Linked DNA regions of Mus musculus: regions 1 and 3 are each linked to region 2. Evidence: chromatin contacts called from public Hi-C data. All regions are on one chromosome and are shown on one strand. Each heading gives the region's core, a stretch centred on a gene start, on an enhancer-like site or on the middle of the called end of the contact. The rest is flanking DNA. Distances are from core to core; before and after follow the strand shown.

What was found. Hi-C and Micro-C count contacts between places; a contact is called where the count stands out from the background.
Region 1: a Hi-C map of cerebral cortex shows a contact between it and region 2, with 3 times the contacts expected there. The contact joins two enhancer-like sites. A contact is called at or near these places in 4 of 39 promoter capture datasets (3T3-L1-derived adipocytes, the HPC-7 cell line, hippocampal neurons and 1 more), 6 of 484 Hi-C or Micro-C datasets (cerebral cortex, cortical neurons, nephron progenitors and 1 more) and 1 of 115 datasets of contacts at active chromatin or transcription factors (pancreatic cancer cells).
Region 3: a contact with region 2 is called in a Hi-C map of cortical neurons, with 4 times the contacts expected there. The contact joins the promoter of Gsg1 here to the enhancer-like site in region 2. A contact is called at or near these places in 8 of 484 Hi-C or Micro-C datasets (the N1E-115 cell line, cortical neurons, embryonic fibroblasts and 3 more), 1 of 115 datasets of contacts at active chromatin or transcription factors (pancreatic cancer cells) and 2 of 9 other capture datasets (adipose tissue and embryonic stem cells).

The regions. Positions count from the first base shown.
Region 1 is chr6:135,589,861-135,592,735 of GRCm38.p6, forward strand. No RefSeq gene overlaps it. Among named protein-coding and RNA genes, the nearest start is that of Gm25136, 65 kb to the left of the region's middle. Within about 2 kb of position 1,426, at least 5 of the 459 cell types and tissues checked have an H3K27ac peak or open chromatin away from gene starts, as enhancers often do. A contact at or near this core is called in cerebral cortex, where this site is marked.
Region 2 is chr6:135,443,493-135,446,294 of GRCm38.p6, forward strand. No RefSeq gene overlaps it. Among named protein-coding and RNA genes, the nearest start is that of Gm25136, 82 kb to the right of the region's middle. Within about 2 kb of position 1,374, at least 105 of the 459 cell types and tissues checked have an H3K27ac peak or open chromatin away from gene starts, as enhancers often do. A contact at or near this core is called in the N1E-115 cell line, cerebral cortex, cortical neurons and 2 more, where this site is marked.
Region 3 is chr6:135,252,933-135,255,718 of GRCm38.p6, forward strand. Gsg1 (germ cell associated 1) reads right to left here and starts at 1,404. Exons shown (of 7, transcript NM_010352.2): 1 at 1,201-1,404; 2 at 341-400.

The sequences.
Region 1 (2,875 bases), core at 176-2,675, 150 kb after region 2:
AGTGTTTGTTTTGTATCTAGGTGGAGGGAAAACCTATATTCCAATCACAGTGAATACTAAAATATTCCCTTGGAATTATGAAACTGAAATGTGCCCCCTTCCACCGGATATGACTAAAACATCACAGCCCTGACTGTGGCTGGTCGCCATCCTTGTTTGAGTTCAATTTTCTTTTATTTGCTACTGAAAGCCTGCCAATTTGACCTAGTAATTTCACTTCTAGGAATCTACCCTAATAAAATGATCATAAATTCATACAAAAATCCCAAGTATACTATGATTTGTAAGGATTAAATAGGAAACAGCCTACACAAAGGTCCCCTTATGGGTTAAGGTTAAATAAATTATATTATGTGCATATGATGGAATTTTATGAAACAAATACAAATCATATTTCTGAGGAATACTTAATGACCTTAGGAAATGCCTACAGCATAGCACACAGTACAGAAGAGAAGATATAAAATTGGATTCATGCAATGTGATCTCATGATCTTATTTACATATAGAGAGATAGGAAGGAAACATACCAGACTATTAACAGTTATTTATGGGACATTTTTACCACCCTCTTTTTGTGTTTTAATTCTTAAAAAATGTACATATATTACTTTTAAAATTAGACAGAAATTCAATAAACATGAGCAGTGTTTTATAGATTTGACCGTTTGACAAAGACCCCAAAGGGTGGCAATGCGCTCATTTTCTATTTATTGAACCGTATATTTGAATCATGTGCTGGGCGGCTGTTATGAGGGAGCATGTCCTTAAACTCTCTCACCCTTTGCTCAGGCTTGACATTTTATGGAGATCGGCTCTGCAGAGAATTTAGGCTTTGAGTAGAGGAAAACATTTCTTGCCAAAGAAATGGGTCTGTGGCCCACTTCTCCTAGGAGTTTACGGCTATTATTTTTGTTGTTATTTTTATTATGACTTCTATTTTGTGTATTACATTGATGTGCACATGAACATGTATATTTGCACAATGTGTGTGCCCATTCGTGCACGTGGAGGTTGGAGGTTGACCTAGAGTGTCTTCCTCATTTCTCTCTACATTATATAATGATACAAAGTCTCTCACCAAGCCCAGAACCCATGGGTTCAGTTATTCTACCTATCTAGATTGCTCCAGAGATTTTTCTTTTCTACTTCAAGAGCACTGAGATTACAAGAGAAAAACAGCCCCTCACACACTTATGTGGGTGCTGAGATGTGACTGTTGTCTTCATGCTTGCACTGCAAGTGCCTTGCCCACAGAGCTGTGTGCCCAGCTCAGGGTTTACTTCTTGAAGCCATGAAGCATGGAATCTGAGGTTCTTCAGACTGTCCCTCCCAGTCGCCTCCCAGCGCTTAGGGTTAGGGCTGTCATCGCATATTGCAGATGGGAAACTGAAATGCACTGGGAAGTGAGTCACCCACAGCCAGACTGTGACACAGCCACAAAGAAACAGTGGCAGAGCAGGACCATCTGCTGTTCCACTTACAGGCGTGATCCCTAGGCTAGCTTGGCACCCGGAGCTACGTTTCCCAGGTTGGACCGGAAGGCAGCCTCCTCCATCGAGAAGGCCAGCACTGCAGCATCTCAGATCAACCACAGCAGAAGTTCTAAGGCAGGAGGTCCGAGAGCAGCGAGTCCATTTCTCTATTTGTATTTGGAAAGGTCATGTTGACCCTGCATCACAGCCCCTCACTGAAGGGAGGGATCCCGAGGCTTGCTTGTAAAAAGCAGGGCCTCCTTTATTTCTCTCTCCCTAGTCCCCAGCTCCTCCCTTTCTCACCTCTCCTCCTCCCTTCATTTCTTCCCCAGTTCCTCTCCTTCCACTTTCCATCTTCCCATACCCACCCACTTCCATCTTCCTATGTCAGTGCTCAGTGTCTCTAATGGCTCCCGATTGTTAAGACTGGAGCAGTGGTCTGCCAGACTATGCAGTGGCTACATCAGGATGCCACCTTTTCCATCATCCCCATGGCTAAGGTATGTAACTGTTCTTAGTTGTGCCCTCATCAGGGCACAGAACCTTTCAATCATCCTTATTTTGGTTCAGAGAGCCAATAATGTTCCGAATGAGCTGACTTCTATTTAAACCTGTGGTGGACTTGGGATGAGCGTGTTCATAACTTCTACAACTTCTCAGATTTTGCTTCTTTGTGCTTTATAGTATATATATGTGATATGCATCAATGTACTTCTGATTTTTTCCTGCAGCCTGGTTATGTCAGGGCTGAACTCCCTGCTTCTGGCTGTACCAAAAGATCATCTCAGCAACTTTATCTTCCTTGCTTACCTGCAGTTCTCAGTTTTAGCAGTGTTCCTTAATGAGCACAAGACAAGGAGCAAGGAAGGCATAAACAAATACCTGTTCACTCCAGATAGAGCACTGAAGACAGACCAAAGAAACGACCCCACCCAGGTCTCGTTTGGTAAATCAGTGGGCTTGTTTGGGTTACTGAGTGGGAGGTCACTTGCATGAGTGACTCAGGCAGCTGTATCAATGGACAGCCCCCCCCCCCCCAGTGTGGGTGGTGATGGATGATTGACAGCTCACCAGTGCTGTATCACTGGGTTCTCTGCACGGCTCAGGGGCAGCTCTAGCACCGAAGTGTCTCATCCTTCATCCAGAATTGCTTTCTGGTTATGCAACATCTGGAAGGGACCTTGTGAGTCTTCTAAGGCACTGGTGAATGTTACAAAACTCTGAGCCTCCTTCCTCTCCCCAGGATAGAATATTTAAATAGATAAAGAAGAGACAGCCACTGAGCATGGACCATTTATCTTGCAGGTTCTGAGAGCTTCACTTCTGACATTAGACTTTCAGTAGGGATCAAAGTCCTAAGAGAATAAACAAGTACAGAGAGCCCTGAAGTCAGGCAAACA
Region 2 (2,802 bases), core at 124-2,623:
CCCGTCAGCCATACTACTGAAATAAACACATTGCTTTATCAAACTGGACACAGATGGGACCCACTCCTTTGGTCTGCTGTTGGTACCCTACCTTGGGAAAAAAAGACATCTGTTTATGGAAAAGTCACCTAGCAAGTATCTAATTGTCCATTATTTCTCCCTTGGTGCCTATGATTATAGACTTGGGAGTTGTGTCTCTGGGGGAACTTCTTGTTGGTGGCAGCTCCTTCGAGAGAGCCTTGGGCATCAGAGCAATCTGACACCAAAGTGAAAGATGGCCACCTAAAGCCTCTGAGATCAGGCTGAAAGCATCAGGCTCCATCCGAAAGCTGGTCAACTGTGCACCAATTGGCTCCTTGCAGAGCAAATGTACACCGATGCCTGGTGGGACTGAGGATGGGTGTGTCAACTGATGGGAGAGGATGGGAAAGTGAGAGGTGACAGAGCCACCCGCTACTCACAAGCCCTTCCTTGCTTTCATATTCTGGAATTCTGGAAGGAGTTCCCAGGATGTTGAGCAGATTGTTCAAGGTCAAACAGCTAGCCTCTTGACTCCTGGGTCCCAGGATCACTGCAGGTACAGGACACAAGTAGTATAGGTTGATTCCTTTCCCGAAGCAGCTGGTGGGGAAGCAGAGGGGAGAATATGGCCTTGGTGCTGAAGATGGAAGGAGGCCTGGCTCAGAGCAGGGAAAACTTTGTAAGTGTTATTTTGTGAAAGAATTATATTAAACAGATTCTATTCCGACTATCAACAGATTTTCACATTTCCACCTTCCCCCTCCACAATTACCTCCTTCAGCCCCCACCATTCCAAACAGAATGTTTCCTTCCTGCTTGCACTGTAAGACAGCAAAATTGGCTTTCCCTTTAGACTCTACCTCCTGTACAGCACCATCTGGGGCTGCATAGCTTACTCTGTCGCCTTTATTTCTTAAAACATTTTGCTTGTTTTAATAATAATAATAATAATAATAATAATAATAATAATAATAATAATAATAATAATAATAATAATTACTATTATTGGGGATTGAACCTGAGACCTGACTCACACCAGGCAAATGTTCTACCAAGGACCCACATGCCCAGCCTCTTTTCTTTCTTTGAGACGGAGGTCTCAGTAATTTTTCTCAGCTGTCCTGGAACTTGTGGTCCTCCAGCCTTAGCCTCCCAGATAATTGGGATTAGAGGTGTACACCCAATACCAGTCCGCACTCTTTAAAACAAACCTTTCCCAGTTTTGCGCAGTTTCTCTGCTGGCCGCCAGGGGTCGCCCTTGGGCAGGTGGAGCCTCCTCTCCGCAGGGTGCAGGGCGGTTTGCCAGGAATCTGGAGCCGGCTTCTGTGTATATCAGCGCACAACATTAATCAGACGCAGGCTCTGCAGTGCTTTCGAAGGGGAGTAAGGAGCCAGGGTTGGGAAGGAGATTTTGTAAGCAGCCCAGCCAAGGGCCTTCACCTCTTCTACCCTAGGCTCACAGCAAACAGTGCATCCAGGACAGCCACTGGCTCTGGTCCAGGGTGCTACCCTTAGCGCTCAGGGTTGTAATTTACAGAGGGCCTGTGAGTCCTGGGGGGATGGATGTCTGCTGGGCTGTCTTTTTCAGGAGGAGGAGGAGACAGTAGGTCGATGATTCCTTTCTCTCCTTCGTCTTCTTTTTTTTTGCATGCTTCACTCAGACAACCAGGTCCTTGGAAGCAGGCATGGCTGGCTCCCTTGTGCACACAGAGGAAGCTCCGTCTCCTGGTGATTTCTCAGTTGCCCCCATACACCGGGATGGGTATCCAATGGTCTTTGCATGTGCCAGAAAGCCAGACCTCTGCCAGGCTCGTCTCGGATGGGCTCTACAGGAGGCAAAGTGCACGTGCTCCTTGGAGCATGAACTTCTCAACGTTACATTTTCATCTCTTCTGTTGTTCTTCTCCAAGATGGGGCTGCTGGTTAAGATTTGATGCTGTTACTGGACACACATCAAAGACGGAGGCACAGGGGAAGACAGGGAGAGAGAGCAGGGGAGGAAGCTGAGGGTATTGCCAGCCTGGAACCCTGCAGGGACCAGAGAAGCTGGGGCTCATCTGGGGTCAAGGTGCCTCCACTTTACTTTGTCTTTTCTCTATGTGCCCCTCCCTCCTACCGTCCCCCCTTCTCTCTGATCTCTTTCTTCCTCTCTTCTTTCTCTCTCTCTCTCTCTCCCTTCCTTCCTTCCTTCCTTCCTTCCTTCCTTCCTTCCTTCCTTCCTTCCTTCCTTCCTTCTTTCCAGACCCAGCATGTGTGTAGATGAACATGCATACATAAGGGTACACTTATAAGACATGACAACTGCAATCTTTCATAAGGTGTTTTGTTTTTAAAAGAAATTAGACACTAGGCAGGAAAAGTGAATTTAATGGAATGAGTCAGTAGGTGGAAAAGTGGGAGCTGACTTGAACTTCTCCAAGAGGGAGGGCAGCTGGGCTGAAGAGTCTGAAGAAAGACATAAAAGTGAGTTTTCACAGCCTTTGGCTGGGGCAATGGACAGGCTGCAAGAATGTCAGTAAAAGGTAGAAAGGGGGAAGGAATGTGTGGCGTCTAATTGTGCAAAGGTGGGACTAGGGACGGGAAGCCTTTGGATGCCCAAGTGAGGGACTGGAACACTGGCCTTTGTATTAGTCAGGGCTTTATTTAGAGCAACAGGACTGTTAGAATGAGTCTTTTTCTATACAGGGAAAGAGAATTTATTAGAATGAATTACAGGCTGTGGTCGAGCTAGTCTAACAGTGGCTGCCTAGGAATGGAAGCTCCAAGAATCCAGATGTTTGG
Region 3 (2,786 bases), core at 154-2,653, 190 kb before region 2:
TGCAGCGAGTCCTTGGGACTTCTAGGTGTGGCAAGGAACCACTAGGTTTCTTCCTCTTTCTCTTCCTTGGGTGGGTCCTGCATCCGGTTGGCCTATCCATCAGGGCAGGCGAGGACCAGCCCAGAGAAGAGAATGGATCCTGGGTTAAATTCCTAACACCAGACGGGACAAGTGTCCTGGTTGCTGTCAAATCCCAAATCAAGCGTTTCCCTATTCCCTCCAAAACGTGGTTCCCTAGGTCCTTTCTGATGGAGGGGTAAGGTAGGCCTGCCTCGTTTTGTAGACACGAGAGGTGAGCACATGAACCCCTTAACACATCTGAGGACTACTGGTTACCTACCTGCTTCCCCAAGGGCTGGCGGGAGAGGTGGGGAGTCCTCTACAGTTTTGTTCTGAAGATCTAAAGAGGTGGAAGGAAAGCGGAATCTAAGGAAAAAGCATCCCAAACTACCAGGCCAGTGGTTAGACCCTTCGCTAGCTAACTGCTCCCGAGGCCCTCGCACCCCACCAGGTATAGAGCACCATCTCCATTGTGCTGCTTGGATTCGATCTTTGATTTGCACCAGATCACAGATGTAGACATGGTAGAGTCCGCGTTTAGACCCGCAACCCTAAAAGGCCCACTGCTTTTGAAGGAACGTGCCCACACAGCAAAGGGCAGGGAGACACTTTTTAACAAAAGCCACAGATTTCGGGTCATGGAACGGCCTCCACAATGAGGCAAGGGTTCAAGTGTCCTGTGCTTTATATCTGTGGCTTCATGTTAACACCAGGCTTCCCCATAACCCTGCCCCCTCTCTAGAGAACTAATCCTGAAAGATACTAACATTTCAGGCACTGACTGGCTTTTGCTATCATGTTCATATCTGTAAGGGCTCCACCAGTTGATGGTTGATGTGTGTACTTTGGGGGCTTCTTTCTGAACTTGGGGGAGCTGCCTGAGCCCACACTGCTGGCTCTTCAGAGCTTTGAGCTCTGTCCCAGTCTCACCAATGCCGCTTTCTTAGGCTAGCTGGGCCTTCTGAACATACTTGCTCACTGCTCAATAACTATACATTACTCCCCTCTCCGTGTGTGTGTGTGTGTGTGTGTGTGTGTGTGTGTGTGTGTGTGTGTTCATGCCACTAGAGATGGGGCTCAAATAGTGAAATAAATATAATTAGTTTTTTTTAACAACATTTCCAAAAGCTGTGTACCTACCTCCTGGGTGAGACAAACATTTTGAGTCAGCTGACAGGAGTTGAAAATGTGTCTCAGCTTCTGCTCTGACAGGTCTTAGTTGCGTGGCTCAGGTGTTGAGGGAGAGGGTGCACCAGGTCCCCTCTTGCCAGCAGAGGGGGTAAGGTGGTATGTGGGCAGTTGGGAGAGGATGAATGCCCCTCAGGCACGCCGCCAGCTTGGGTAGGGATGGGTTACTATGACTTCATTCTGTGATGTCACAGTAGCAGGCAGGGCTCTCTCCCCCGGATGCCCCGCCCACTCCTCTCCCAACCCTAGAAAGACCAGGTTGAGAGAAGGGCACACGCTCAGTACCTCTCAGTCTCCTGAGGTCTTTCAATCGGTGCTTAATGAGTATAAAAAGATCTGGGGAGTTCATTCAAACACAAATCTGAAGGTTAGGGATGGCTTGCATGTGGTGCCAACCAGATCACATTGGCTTGTGAGGCTTGCCCACTGCTGTCAGAGAGAATTACAGTTGTGAGCCACATAAGGCTTAACAGTGTTCTAACACCTCCATTCAAAACAGTGAGATGAACACACACAGCAATAACAATGAACTCTTACCCAGGGCTGGGTGAAAGCCGACATCCCCCTCCTCCCCCACCCTCCAGCAACCACTGGAACCACACTGTTCTCAACATTGCATTAAAATGAAATATAACAGCTAAGTTGCACCATCTACATCTGAAGGGCTCAAAAGCCTCATGTAGTAAGCAGCTACTGTGTTGGCCTTTTTAACTCTAGACCATTCTTGAAGAGGTAATGGTGCAAAAGAGTTGCCATCTTAAAGGACCAGTGTCTGGAAATCTAAGGAGGCATTCAGTATCACGTTTATTTTTATTTGAAACAAGGCATTACACTTCATGTGTAGCTGAGTCTGGCCTTGAACTCTCGATCCTCCTTCTCCTCCTATCTCCCAAGTGCTGGGATGACAGCAGTGTCCACCACGTGTTGAATTTTCAGTTTTGCTTTGCAACAGGCTCTTACTCCAGCTAAAGCTGGTCTGGAACTCACTATATAACAAGGTTGGCCTTCAACTCATGGCAATCCTCCAGCCTCAGTCTCTGAGCACCAAGACTACAGATGTGAGCCACCATGCCAAGTTCACTCTCAGAGTTTTAGTAGACATAATTCAGTTGACGCCGAGGTACAACTCAGCCTCAGGTGTGAAGTCCAGGATTGAAAGGGTCTGGATGAAGACCTGTCCTGTGTGACATGGAACCCTCCATCCCTCTCTAAGACCCTTGCTCTTCCTTATCAAGGCACCCAGATCCTGACCTTCAGGACCTCAGATTCTAGCCTCAAATCCCTTATTCCAGCCCTGAGAATGCTCCCTTACCTCTGAGCTTCTATAGCATGCCTGGTCAGCTAATACAATCAGATTTTTCTTCTTTCTTTTCCCTCCCTTTCCTATTCTCCTTCCATCTTCTCCCTTCCATCTCCTTCCTTTCCTGCCTCTTCGCTTCTGTCCTAGTTAGTTAGTTTCCATTGCTGAGAAGAGACAGCGTGACCAAGGCAACTCTTATAAAGGATAACATTTAATTGGGGCTGGCTTACAGTTTCAG